Regions from separate parts of the Pan troglodytes genome. Here region 1 is linked to region 2. A link is a contact called in public HiChIP or PLAC-seq data. All regions are on one chromosome and are shown on one strand. The core of a region is the stretch at or near the end of the contact, and the rest is flanking DNA. Distances in the headings are between cores, read along the strand shown. Region 1 holds the start of CNOT8 (CCR4-NOT transcription complex subunit 8). Region 2 holds the start of SAP30L (SAP30 like).

Evidence for each region. HiChIP or PLAC-seq counts read pairs in DNA pulled down with a chosen protein or histone mark.
Region 1: an H3K4me3 HiChIP or PLAC-seq map of stem cell-derived excitatory neurons shows a contact between it and region 2, with 2.5 times the contacts expected there. The contact joins the promoter of CNOT8 here to the promoter of SAP30L in region 2. A contact is called at or near these places in 1 of 7 Hi-C or Micro-C datasets (stem cell-derived neural progenitor cells) and 1 of 1 datasets of contacts at active chromatin or transcription factors (stem cell-derived excitatory neurons).

Annotation. Positions count from the first base shown.
Region 1 is chr4:152,550,012-152,556,557 of NHGRI_mPanTro3-v2.0_pri, forward strand. CNOT8 (CCR4-NOT transcription complex subunit 8) reads left to right here and starts at 3,816. Exons shown (of 8, transcript NM_001246536.1): 1 at 3,816-3,912; 2 at 4,026-4,155. FAXDC2 (fatty acid hydroxylase domain containing 2) reads right to left here and starts at 3,512. Exons shown (of 11, transcript XR_010157389.1): 1 at 3,430-3,512.
Region 2 is chr4:152,137,600-152,144,531 of NHGRI_mPanTro3-v2.0_pri, forward strand. SAP30L (SAP30 like) reads left to right here and starts at 1,569. Exons shown (of 4, transcript XM_518049.8): 1 at 1,569-2,377; 2 at 6,663-6,785. The coding sequence starts at 2,177. It overlaps LOC134810120 (a long non-coding RNA gene), which reads right to left and starts at 1,485. Exons shown (of 3, transcript XR_010157382.1): 1 at 1,310-1,485.

The DNA.
Region 1 (6,546 bases), core at 2,566-5,065, 410 kb after region 2:
CCCATTCATTTTATAACGAGTGTTTCTCAATTTTGTTTATTTATTAATTTTTTTGAGATGGAGTCTCTCTCTGTCACCAGGTTGGAGCGCGGTGGCGTGATCTTGGCTTACTGCAACCTCTACCTCCCGGGTTCAAGCAATTCTCCTGCCTCAGCCTCCCGAGTAGCTGGGATTACAGGTGTGTGCCACCACACCCAGCTAATTTTTTTGAATTTTTAGTAGAGCAGGGGTTTCACCATGTTGGCCAGCATGGTCTCGATCTTCTGACCTCGTGATCTGCCCGCCTTGGCCTCCCAAAGTGCTGGGATTACAGGCGTGAGCCACCGCGCCTGGCCTTCTCAATTTTCTTAAACTTATACTCTCCTGCTGGGCGTGGTGGCTCAGGCCTGTAATCCCAGCACTTTGGGAGGCCAAGGCGGGCAGATCACCTGAGGTCAGCAGTTCGAGACCAGCCTGACCAACATGGAGAAACTGTCTCTATTAAAAATACAAAATCAGCCGGGTGTGGTGGTGCATGCCGGTAATCCCAGCTACTCGGAGGCTGAGGCAGGAGAATCGCTTGAACCCAGGAGGCAGAGGTTGCGGTGAGCCGAGATCGCGCTATTGCACTCCAGCCTGGGCAACAAGAGCGATACTCCGTCTCAAAAAAAATGAAAAACAACAACAACAACAACAAAAAAAAACAAAAACGTATACCCTCCCAAATGAGATTTGTTCGAACCTGACTTTCTATCGTTTGCAGCTCAAAAACAACAGGGGCCAGGAGCAGCGGCATGCACCTGTAATCCCAGGCACTCAGGAGGCTGAGTGAGGAGGATTACTTGAGGCTGGGTGCCCAGGGATTCAAGACCAGCCTGGATAACGTGGCAAGACCCTCATCTCAAAAAGCAATAGAGTTTTCTTCTCAAATATGAAATGATATAACTGAATATATTCTTTTCCAACTACCCTCTCATTCATTAGGGGCTTCCTTCCGACTGGGAAGCAGTGACTTCTGGAAAATTATTCTAATTTTGCGATATCCATGAGTACAGCATCATATCCAATGTTCAAAACGTTAACACTCTAGGCTGGGTGCGGTGGCTCAGGCCTGTAATCCCAGCACTTTGGGAGGCCAAGGCGGGAGGATGACGAGGTCAGGAGATCGAGAACATCCTGGCCAACACATTGAAACCCTTTCTCTACTAAAAGAAAATACAAAAAATTAGCCGGGCGTGATGGCGGGCGCCTGTAGTCCCAGGTACTAGGGAGGCTGAGGCAGGAGAAAGGCGTGAACTCGGGAGCCGGAGCTTGCAGTGAGCCAAGATTGCGCCACTGCACTCCAGCCTGGGCGACAGAGCGAGACTCTGTCTCAAAAAAAAAAGAGTAACACTCTAACTTCTCCTAAAATAAAATCCATCTGTTTGCTTTATATCTATTTTCAATAATTTGAGAAACGAACACCCAGTTCTGGGTGAGGGGTGGTAGTGGGGCTGGACATGGTGTTTCCTGTTTGTTTTAGCGCACACCAGGCCCAGTGCCACAGGAAAAAACAAAATTCCAAGAAAGGATTGGGGAGGCCGCTTTTCATGTGACTACTGCCTGCCTGTCAGCGCTAGCCTCTTCTGACTCTAAATTACAAGTGGAAGAAAGCACGTTAGAAACCCACAGAACTGGCCGGGCGCGGTGGTTCACGCCTGTAATCCCAGCACTTTAGGAGGCCGAGGCAGGCGGACCACGAGGTCAGGAGATCGAGACTATCCTGGCTAACACGGTGAAACCCCGTCTCTACTAAAAAAAGAGAAAAAAATTAGCCGGGCATGGTGGCGGGCACCTGTAGTCCCAGCTACTCGGGAGGCTGAGGCAGGAGAATGGCATGAACCCGGGAGGCGGAGCTTGCAGTGAGCCAAGATTGCGCCACTGCACTCCAGCCTGGGCGACAGAGCAAGACTCTGTCTCAAAAAAAAAAAAAAAAAAAAAAAAAAACCCATAGAACTGACTGGTGGATGGGGCACTTGCCTGCCTTCTTTATCAGTGTATCCCTCAACGGAATCACTGTTTATTTATTTTTTTATTTTTTGAGAGGGAGTCTTGCTGTGTCGCCCAGGCTGGAGTGCAGTGGCACGATCTAGGCTCACTGTAACCTCCGCCTCCTGGATTCAAGCAATTCTCCCTGCCTCAGCCTCCGGAGTAGCTGGGATTACAGGTGCCCTCCACCACGCCCAGCTAATTTTTGTATTATTTAGTAGAGACAGGGTTTTGCCATGTTGGCCAGGCTGGTGTTGAACTCCTGACCTCAGGTGATCCGCCTGCCTTGGCCTCCCCAAGTGCTGGGATTACAGGCTCAGTGAGCCACCAATCCCGGCCCCAAATCGACTGTTTTAGGGAGAGCAAAGTGAGACATGCCATTTATTGAACGCTCTTTTATATCTTCCTCGGTGCGGGGTGTTTTTCCAATTATTAACTATTTAATCTTCACGAGCTCAGGACAGCCATTCGTAACCTAATTTTGCAGATAAGGAGCTAGACACTCATTTGGGGGGGGAGAAGAGGAGGACTGGAGTTCAGAAAGTGCATTTGATGCTCTTATCCTGGAGGCTGGAGCTAGTTCACCTCCCTGGAGAATAGCTTTTGGGAATCCCGTTTGAAATTGCCGCTCAAGGCCAGCTCGGCATCCAGCCTAGGAATTGGAGGATTTTGGAGAATCCCCTTAGGGGGAAATGTTTAAAAGTGCAAAGTGAATAGTAGAAGCCCCTCTCCTCGTCACTAGGGGTACATTTGCCGTTTTCTTATCAACAGCCTCTCAAGTACAAGCATCTGGGACAAGAACTAGAACCGTGCTTGGGGCAGCCCCCACGTCCTCTCGGGAACAGGGGTGGAGCGCTGGCGGGAGTGGTTGAGGGCGGCCCGCCGCCGACACTGTGTGCAGGAAGCCGGCGCTTTGTCTGCTCTCCCACCGCGGAGAACACGAGGCGGAGGCGCGCCCCAGCTGGCCACACGCTGCCCAGGGCCGGCGTCGGTCAAGAGCCCTCTCTTCAAGCAGGATTAAGAGGGAACCAAGGGGCTGGCAGAGGGGCCTCAGAAGCTCCTGGGCGAGGCCTGAGCCCGTGGGTCTCGACACTAAAATCTGGCGAGCTCCCTGCGCGTCCGCAAAGATTTTGGAGCTCTGAAGAGCCCGGCGACGCCTGCGCTGGCCAGGCGCCGTGCCCACGGGAGGCGCCGTCCTCTTTGTAACTCGAGCAGACCCTGGCGGGCCAGTTGCTATGGCAATGTTCCTCGCTCTGCTCGGTGAGGCCGGGAGGTAGGCGGGCCTTGGCGGACGTCACCCACATTCGGCTTTGGGGAGCCGCCCCACCCCCAACAATTGTTTGCCAGAAAGGAACCGTAAGATAGATGCTTTGTTAAGTGAGACATCTACGGGGCCATGTTAGAACAGAAAGTCGCGACAACCTCTTTCTCCGTCAGCCTCTTCACAAATCCCTTCGTGCCAACGATTTTAACGGTCCTTCAAAGCCAGGAGGAGGGGGCGTGGTAATTCGAGGGGTTTGTTCGAAGGGCCACGCCCTTTCCTCGGCCTTTGGATTTTTCCAGGCCGCGCCCACGGCGGGGGGGTGGGGGGGCGCTAGTTCTAGACCACGCCCCTTCCTTGTTCGCTCGGAAAGAGGACCAAAATGGAGGAGTAAGAATCATGATTAAATTGAGCGAGCGCAACTAATCACGCGAAGAGGGCCGCAGGCGGGCCGTCTTCCGCAAGCGTGCTTCCAGGCCTCCACTCCCCACCTATTCGGCGGTGCCCTGTTACTTCTGCGCCTGCGCGCTGCTTCCCGCGACCTCACAGGCAGAGCGAACACGCACGGAGTCGCAGGGGCGCGCAAAGGGGGAGGAGCGGGCGGGACCAGGCGCGCGCGCGCGTCTGGAGTGACTAGAGAGCAGGCGAGTCGGGCGGATCGGGTGGGTAGAGTGGTGCCGTCCGGTTGTTTGGTGGGAGGCACGTAAGACCGCTCTGGGCACGGGGGCGCTCACCTCACTGGCTCGTTCGGTTCTAGGAGCAGATCCGGGGTAGAGGGAAAAGAGCTCCGGGCCAGGGGCTGCCGTCGCCGCCGTCGGGGAGTCAGCCCGCCAGCCCGCCAGCTCGTCAGCCAGCCAGCCAGCGCTTCGCGGGCCCTGTCGGTCCCGGTAAGCGGGCCTGCGCTTACCGGAAAGAGGAGCGTAAGATGAAAGAGTGTGAGAGACCATTGGGGGTCTGTAGGGGGAAGGGGAGTGGGGGCGTGTGTAAGGGGCAGGGTGTGTGAGGAGGAGAGGAACCCCAGCAAAGAGTAGTAATAATAATGGCCACCGTCACACGATAATATTCGAGTAATATGTGCGGGGACTTTACAAAGCATCTCATATGCTTCATTTTAACTTCTACTCCAATCCTCCGAGGTGCGTACTGTTATCAAACCCATTTTACAAGATAGGAAAACCGAGGCACGAAATAGATTAAGTGGCTTATGCAAGGACACACGACTACTACGTGGCCTGGCCTGGCTTTGAACTTAGTTATCTTAGTCCTAAGGCCCGTAATTTTAACTTTGCTTTACCAAACAAACAAAAACAGAAGAAGAATGGCGTGTCAGAAGGAGGAGGACTGAGTGTGATTTGAAGTGGAAGGATGATGATAAACGAGAAGAGAATGATGATGGGAGACGGAGTAGTGGGGAGGAGGACCTGAATTTGGAATCTTGCGGGCCTCCCCCTTCTAAATCGCCGCCTCTTCCTTAGTTCTTGCGGCCCCATAACTTTTTCTTGGTGTTCTATGGCTTTACGAATGGAGGAGCCAACTGGGCCTGGGCCATTCGGGTGGTTTTAAGAAGTTTGAACTGCGGTTCAATCCAGGGCAGTGCCTTGAGACACTGTTTGGAGGTAAGGGAGGGTCAGAGGATCCTCTTAAACGCTGCTGCTATTTATTTCTTCAAACGTGCCACTTCCTTTTCTATCATATCTATGCACGGCAAAGCCTTTGTTCAGTCCTCTAGAATAAGGAAGTGATGTCTATTGTTTCCTTGTACACTTGGGCTTAAACGAACAAAATCAGACTCAACGTTTCTTTTCCCGAGCAAGGCCTTGATTGCTTGCAGAGAAAACTTTCCTGTGGCTTTATCATTAGTTGCCCTTCAGAGCTTTCCTGTGTAAATAAGGAGCTATGTTTTGGAGAAGTTTACACCGTAGATGAACGGGAGCGATCTGAACGTACTGCACTGCAGGTCAACACAGAGCAGGGACTTCAGTAATTCATAGGTGTGAGTGTGTTTGTGAAAACCTTTCCTTCTTGCACAGTTTTCTGTGTAGCTCATGTGGGAGTCAAGTTTTTAAGTCAGCCCGTGAGGCAAACATTGTATGTAATAAAAATTAATCCTTAAAAATTCCTAGGAAGGTGCAACGCTTGAGATTAGCATCCTGTTTCTGACTACATCCTGGACGGTTTTTCCTTCAGTTTTGAAACTTGTTACTGTTGCTTTGGTTGTAACCCAGATAAGTAATTAGATTACCTTTAGGGGCTGTGTTGTGCAAATAAGCATATTTGAAAGCCATAGAGTTGTGATGCGCTGTGAGATGCTTGCCCTGAGGAGGCTTAAAAGGAGGAAGACAAACCCCTATCTTAGGCTCATTTTGGAGCATGTGCTTACAAAGTGGAAAGTGGCAGGCAGAATTGCTGGTATGATGATGATGATGATGATTTTTTTGAGACGTGCTCTTGCTCAGTCGCTGAGGCTGGAATGCAGTGGCGTAATCACAGCTCACTGCTGCAGCCTTGACTTCCTGGGGCTCAAGTGATCCTCCCAGCTCAGTCTCCTGAGTAGCTGGGACTGCAGGCACACACTACCATGCCTGGCTAAGTTTTTGTACTTTTTGTAGAGACGGGGGGTCTCACTTTGTTGCCCAGGCTGGTCTCGAACTCCGGGCTCAAGTGATTCTGCAGCCTCAGCCTCTCAAAAGTGCTGGGATTACAGGTGTGAGCCACTGCCCTTATCCTGCTGGTATTTAAGTTGCTATTTTATTTTATTTTTTGGTCAGCATATGCAGTAATTTGACTTGCTAAATTAAATGTGCATAGTGCGATTCCTCTTTAATTTTTGAGTGGCACTACATTCAGGGGCTTCCAAGCTATTGTTTACTTCCCCACAGATCCTAGCTAACTTTGGAGCAAAAATGGCTTACATATTTTTGCCAACTGTCTGGCTTTGGCAGTCCCCATATATATGCCAGATATGTATAACAGTGGTTAGCTTTTTAAAAACCAATTCTCTTTTAAATGGAAGTTAAAGGCATCTTTTGGTTGTGTGGGGTTTTTTGTTGTTGTTGTTGCTTTTGCTTTTACGGAAACATCTCACAAAAACTCAGGAGTGATACACCCACTTCCTCCAAAGTAGTTATGGTTATGTTTGAAATGACACCAAAAATGAAGGGTATTATTTCAGTTAGGGAAATAAGGAAGTACCACCGATTTAACATTATATGGGTATAGAAAATGGTTTTAAGGCCTTTTGCAGGGGAGAAATCTTAAGCAAGTTTAGGAATCTAAAA
Region 2 (6,932 bases), core at 319-2,818:
TTATTTAAGAATTAATGGTGAATTATTCTCTATAGAAAATGTTTACATTGATGTTGAAACTACCTCAAATGCTAACTGCACAATCTCTTTCTGAAGATTTTAGGTAGTTTACTTAACCACTTCCCTTTTGGAACTCTGAGGTTCTATTTTATTTTTCCTATTATAAATAATTCCATAATGAACATCGCTGTACTTCATATTATCTCTGGTAGGCCTATTTCCGACGATGGCTGTCCCACGTGTGAAATTACCAGTTCAGATGCTACAAATGCGTTTATGGCCACTGAGCAAAACTTAAGATCACCAGCCACCTGCTTCTAAACATGGAAACTGGTAGCTTTCCCTTTTACAACAGGACACAAACCCGAAGCTCCTTCTATGCCCTCTAGTACTGACACTTGCTTACCTATCACCTAACACAGCCTTCCCTCTTCCCTGCCCATAAAACGCTGCCCAGCCCTACGTAATTACACGACCCTGGGCTGGTCCCATCGCCTTTCGGACCTCATCAGTCCCCATGCTGCGCAGTTGGAGAGTGGCATGACTGAAGTGCTGGACCAGAGCATAACCTACGGCCCTTCCTGGAGGGGAGGTGGTGCCCTGGGCGCCGAAACCAAGCGCAGGGTCTTGGCAAGGCGCAGTCGCTTCGCCGGTAGACCCGGGGACTCAAAGCAATAGAACTACAGCTTGGAGCTCTAGGGAGAGCCCAAGACACCGCAGCCCTTCCCCATCTAGATTCCGAGATTGGCCCCTGGGCCCCACTCCCAGCCTTCACTTCATCTCCCCTGAAGCCCTTTCTCTTGCCGGCGGCTCACCTAGTCCACCCTCCAGACCTCATTCGGACTTCCCATTCTTCCCAGTGGAGGGGTCGCCCAAACCCCTCGGGGTCTCCTTTCCCCCTCTCCTTTTCTTTCCGCGCCGTCCAAGCCAGTCCCACTCTCCACACTCTGGAAGGTATCGGCTACCCCCAATATTGCGACTACCTTGCAAGATCCCCCCATCACCTCCTCCGCATGTCTTTCCACGTATCTGTATGGGGTTGTCCCTCTGTCTTTCCCGCCATGACTGGCTTTCCGTCCTATTTCACCCACCCTTCCTCCCACGGATCCGCGAGTCCTCTGGCCCTGGCCCTTTCATTTTATTAGTCCGCCCCTCTCCTGATAGCACCTCCATCCTCTTTAGGTCCCCTCATATGCCGCTCCTCCAAGTCTGTCCCTCAGCGTCCCCGTCCGCGTCTCTACTGTCTGTCCCCGAATGTGTTCCTCTGTTCCCGGAGTCTGGCCCTCGGTCCAGCCAGGCCCCTGCTCACCATCCCTCCCCGGGGCCGGAGAGTCTGCGGCCCGGTTCCCGGTTCTCGCTGGGGTAACTCTTTCCTCTTCCACTTTCTCTACTTTGAACCCATCCCAGCAGAGTCCAGGAAGTAGCCTGGCGCCGGAGACTGGCGGCGGCGACGCCCAATGGGACGCGCCAGCGGCGGCGGCAGCCCCGCCCAGAGAGCAAATGAGACCAATGGTCGCGTGAAGGCGGGACTTCCGCTGTCCCGCGGAGGGCGGGGGGAGCGAACTGTTGTGGTGCGGAGCGTTCGGCGGGCGGCGGCCGGGCGGCCCAGGGGCTGCCGCGGGACTCGGGGCGCAGCCGAGTGGCTGCAGGGGTGGAGTGGGCTGGACGAGCCGCGGGGCCCGGGTGCCGCGGGTTCGAGGCCGGGCCCCGCGCGAGGAGGCCGCGCCACCCCGGGGGAGCTGCCCGGCAGCGAGTTTGCCCCGCTGCCGAAAGAAGGCGGGAGCCGGCGGGGGCCTTCGAAACCCCCTGGCAACCCAGGCCCGGAGTCCTTGGGGAGCGGCTGTTTCCTGGGACGCCCTCCCGGACACCCCCGCTGCAGGGTTACGGTTCTGGGCCCCCGGCAGAAGGCTCCTCCGGGTGACCCCCGGCGGGGCCCTGCGAGCCGCGGGAGCCGACCCCGGGGCCTCGAGCCGGGAGGAAGGGGGCTTCCGGAGGCGGAGGGCCGGGGGCCGAGGGAGCCGGGCCTCTCGGACGCGGGGCAGGGCAGCGCCCGGGCTGGAGACGGACTCTGGGACCCTCGGCTGCGGGGGTCTCAGCGACCTGCCCCGCGGCAAGCGCGGCCGCGGAGTGGCCTACCGGGGACCCTCCCCCAGAGGGACCGGCCCGGGGCGGGGAGATGAACGGCTTCAGCACGGAGGAGGACAGCCGCGAAGGGCCCCCCGCCGCCCCAGCTGCCGCCGCCCCGGGCTACGGCCAGAGCTGCTGCCTCATCGAGGACGGCGAGCGCTGCGTCCGGCCCGCGGGCAACGCCTCCTTCAGCAAGAGGGTCCAGAAGAGCATCTCGCAGAAGAAACTCAAGCTGGACATCGACAAGAGCGTGAGTCCGCCCCCGCTCGCGTCTGGGCCCCGGCGCCCCCAGCTCTCCGTCCGCTGCCCCGGGCTCCAGTCGGGACTCCCCGGGCACTCCCCGCCGTGGGCCTCGCCGCCCCGGCTCTGCAGAACTGAGTTGGACTCGGCATTTCAAAGGCCGCTCCAGCGCTGACATGCTCTGACTGTGATTCTACCCAGATCCGGGAGGATGGGGGCGGGGGCTTCAGGACTCCTGCTGCCTGGGAAGATTGGACAGCAGTTTCCAACTTGTTTTATTGGTTTAGACTTTAGAGCAGGGAGAGGTGGGTTAGTTTTGTTGGCCCTTGAAGGAGCAAGAATCGGAGCGGGGAGTGATGAAGATACCCGGCTCTTTTCCAACTTCTCTCTCCTTCTAGGAACCCTGTTATTCCTTCAGACAGAGAAAGGTGGCAGTTACTTCCCTGGCTCCCGCATCCTCGGTATCAGCAGACGGTCACCGAGCTAGCTGCTTCGCAGGCAGCTGTGGGAATGGGTTTTTCTAGGATGTGGCAGAAATAAGGCCAAGGCCAGGTCTTGGGAAATGGCTCTTGCAGTCGATGTGACTGGAGGGGGAAGAAAAGAAATCAATTTTCTTAGTGGTAGTTTCTTTTGAAATAAGGGGGTGGATATTTAAATTTAAATCGGATTGCCCTGCTCTTTGTGGCTTATTATAGGAAACTTCTCCCGTGTGACTTCACCACTTCTAGTTAACAATTCTGAAGCTGTGCCTATTGTCAACCAATTAAGAACTTTTTAGTTTGACATCTGTTGCTGCAAGCCTTAAGTGATTGCTTCATGATTAGGAATTGGAAATGAGTTAAGGGGATATTTAATATTCAGGTAGACTAGCTAAGAGCTTAGGTGGTTAACATCCATTCTCTTTTAGAATCAGAATTTCTCCACAGTTGGTGGAAATCAGAGACTGCTTGTTAAACTGAAAGGGAGTGCGCGTTTCCTCTCTGATTTTAGGGTTGAAACAGGCCCGGAGATAGGAAGTGAGGGTGTCAGGTACACACAGCACCTAAGAGGCTGGTTAATTTCTTAAAGATATTATCTAATTTACTTCCAAGCCCTATACATAAGTCTTCATTAAGTCTCTAATAAATAAAAAATCTCCCCTGTCCTTTTTCTTTTCTTTTTTTTTTTTCTTTTTCTTTTTTTTTTTTTTTTTTTTTTGAGACGGAGTCTCACTCTGTCACCCAGGCTGGAGTGCAGTGGCAAGATCTCGACTCACTGCAACCTCCGCCTCCCGGGTTGAAGCGATTCTCCTGCCTCAGCCTCCTGGATAGCTGGGATTACAGGCGTTTGCCGCCATGCCTGGCTGATTTTTGTATTTTTAGTGGAGATGGGGTTTCGCCATGTTGGACAGGCTGGTCTTGAACTCCTGACCTCAAATGATCCACCCGCCTAGGCCTCCCAAAGTTCTGGGATTACAGGCGTGAGCCACTGCGCCCAGCCCCTGTCCTTTCTTCAGACTCTTCCCTCCTACCCCCATTTTTAAGTTAATCATTATAATACAGTTGCAGCTCTTGCATGGACAGGTGCTATTTTTAAGTGGTTGGGAGAGAGTTAATGGCTTTCTTACTACAAATCTCTATCAATGAATGCATGAATGGAAATTATCTGAGAACAAACAAGGGTCTAGACACCAAGGTGATCCCTCGTTAGGTCACACGTTGAGGTGAAATGCTTATGGCAATGAATTCATCCACTTAGAAACACTGCCTACCTTCCGTGTAGGTTGTTAGAAGCTGCTTTACTTGAGCAGCTTATAATAATAATTTCCAGTCCTTAAAAGAATCTTCCAGTCCTTTTAGATCACTGGATGCCTTCCCATCTGAATGATTTTGCTGCTGCAACTGGGACTCCTTTTATTTACCCATTGACTGTACTGGAAAACCTGTGTTGAGCTATGCTGATCATTTCACACACACTGTCTAGAAGAAGGGCAGCCTGAGCCTAGCATTAGTGTTCCCAAAAGGTAATACTTCTGAGGGAGTAAGGTTTCCAGGTGGAATCACTCAAAATTTGTTTTAAGGTGGTGTTGTGGAGTCATTATTTCTGAAAGGGATTCTATTTCTTTCTCACAGGCTTGGGCAGGAATTCAATTCCAGGTAACTGCTATGTTACAAGAATTTTTAGCTATTGCAGAAAGTGAAGGAAAAAAAAAAACTAGAGCCTTTGCTACCACCCTCCTGCCCCAACCCCACTCCCAAAGGCCACTGAGCTCTGAAATTTCTGAAAACCAGTATGTACTTGAAAATGGTTAAGGAGAAAATGATTATTTGTCTTGTAAGAGAGTCTAGCAGAGAACCTTTTTAAATAACAACACCAAAAATTCAACTCAGGCTGTTTAACTCATTTTATATAGACTTTGGCAGTGTTCTGTGATCTGTTAAAATACTAATATACCTCCAGTTGACATATTTCTGCTTTTTTTTTTCTGGAGAAAAGTGGAAGTTGAGAATAGTATAAAGGAAAATGCTGGAGTAGGAAAAGACATGTACTGGGGGGGCAGAAGGCCTGGGTGACCTTGGCCAGGTCATTTCCTCACTCTGGATGGCTTCATTTTACCCATCTAGAAAACGGATTGGGGTCAATGGGATTGCACTAGTGATTGCTAAGTTCTCCTACAGCTAGGATTCCGTTATTCTATTGTCCTGATCTGAAATCTCCCAGCCAAAGCTTTAGGAAGCCACCTATTCTCCCTGTTCTCCTATGAAGTTTGTTACTGTGAACTTGAGGAGCAGTTGATCTGAGTGGACTCGCCAGTCTAGCTAACATGGAGGGCTAGCTTCCTCTCAGGGATGCAGAGTGTGCTTTGTTGTGCTTTCTTCCTGGAGAAAAGCATGTCCAGTAGTATATACATCAGCTAGGTGGGATTCTTTGGGACAGTGGCATGTGCTGTGTTTGAAAGTCCTTTGACAGAGTTGAATCTGACAAAGCTATCCCAGTTTGTAACCATGTTAAGTGGTGGCTTTCATTAGCCTTAAGCCACTTTTAGATATAGGAGACTTCCTATATTGGTACATCAGCATTTTTCAAGTACCTCCTGTCTGCAAGACACCATCACAGTATAAACTTAAAAGTACTCATGACTCACTAATCCAGCCACATGAAAGTGATCATTCATCTGAATAAATAAATAAACAGTTTTCATTATTTTCTCCATGAAAAGGTCTGAATTAATTGATGCGGATTTCCTGCCAGCTTACTTTTATCTTTAAGGATTTAAGGAATAAACTCAAATTCAGAAGTCTCTGCAGAACATTTGTGCAACAGCTGTTTCAGTACCAACAACCCCAAGTCATTTGCTGGGCATTCAGTTTCTGTAAAGTTTTTCAGTGGTTCCTCCAGCCAGCCTTGGAGGATTCTTCATGTCTTAGCTATTGCTGCCACCTTCACTTACCAGTGTGCCTCCAGCCTGTATTAGAAAATCTGTAGTATCCACCTTCTTGTGTGTGGTTCTACCTTGTAAGAACTTCCACATCTTTTTCCACTTTTCTTTGTGGATCAGATGTGAGATGATGCAAGAATTATAAATTGACACATAGAAACAAAGTTTTTCAAAGAGTTATTATCCTACAATAGTAGCTATTGTAAGTGTAAAAATAGAGTGTCCCAAATACGGTTGCAACAGTCCCTTGTGTCCTGCTTTCCTCCTCCCCAGGACAGTACATTCCAGTCGACTATAAGTTCATGACTCCTACAGGTCTTCCAAAAATGTCACATCACTCCCTGCTTCCTTGAGGGACTCTGTCTTGTCGGAAGGAAAGTCTAAGCTGTTCTCATGCCCACCCCCCTGATGCCTCACTTTTTCATTATGCTCCTACATGGGCAGCCATCATCACCCAACTGACACTGTACCCTGGGCCTCCTCACTCTTTCTGTCATCCTCCATTGGAAACTCTAAAGTCTTGGCACTCCTACCCATCTGGAATGCTTCCTGTCTGCCTAAAGTCCTCCCTTTTAGTCAGGGCCCTTCACCCTGAGCATCTCTGTTGCAGGGATCTCTTCCTTTGCTGAATCTGTACCATTTACTGTCTTCACCATTCACTGGAAGTTTGGTGTATGATATGCTGCCAAGTGTGATGTTAGCATTCTCTTGGTGTTCTGCAACTCAGTAGTGAGCTTCTGGGAATGATGGCCTACATCTTGTCTTCCATCTATCTCTCCAATGCCCTGCAATGGAAGGAAGCCCCACAATTCGACAGATACCTATTGCTGTCTCCAAGGAATTGGCCAACTCTGACTTTGATTTTTGTCTCCATCAGGTAAGGCACCTATATATCTGTGATTTTCACAAAAATTTCATCCAGAGTGTCCGAAATAAAAGGAAGAGGAAGACAAGTGACGATGGCGGAGATTCTCCCGAGCACGACACTGACATTCCTGAGGTAAAGGTCAAAGAAATCAGTTGCAGAAGCTGGAAGAATGGATTCTAATCTGATCCTCACCTCTGGCCTGGTCTGCTTTTTGTGTTAAGAAGTAATTTTAGTCCTTTTGTTTTGCTGTGGATTATTTGAAAAGTGAATTATAGTAAT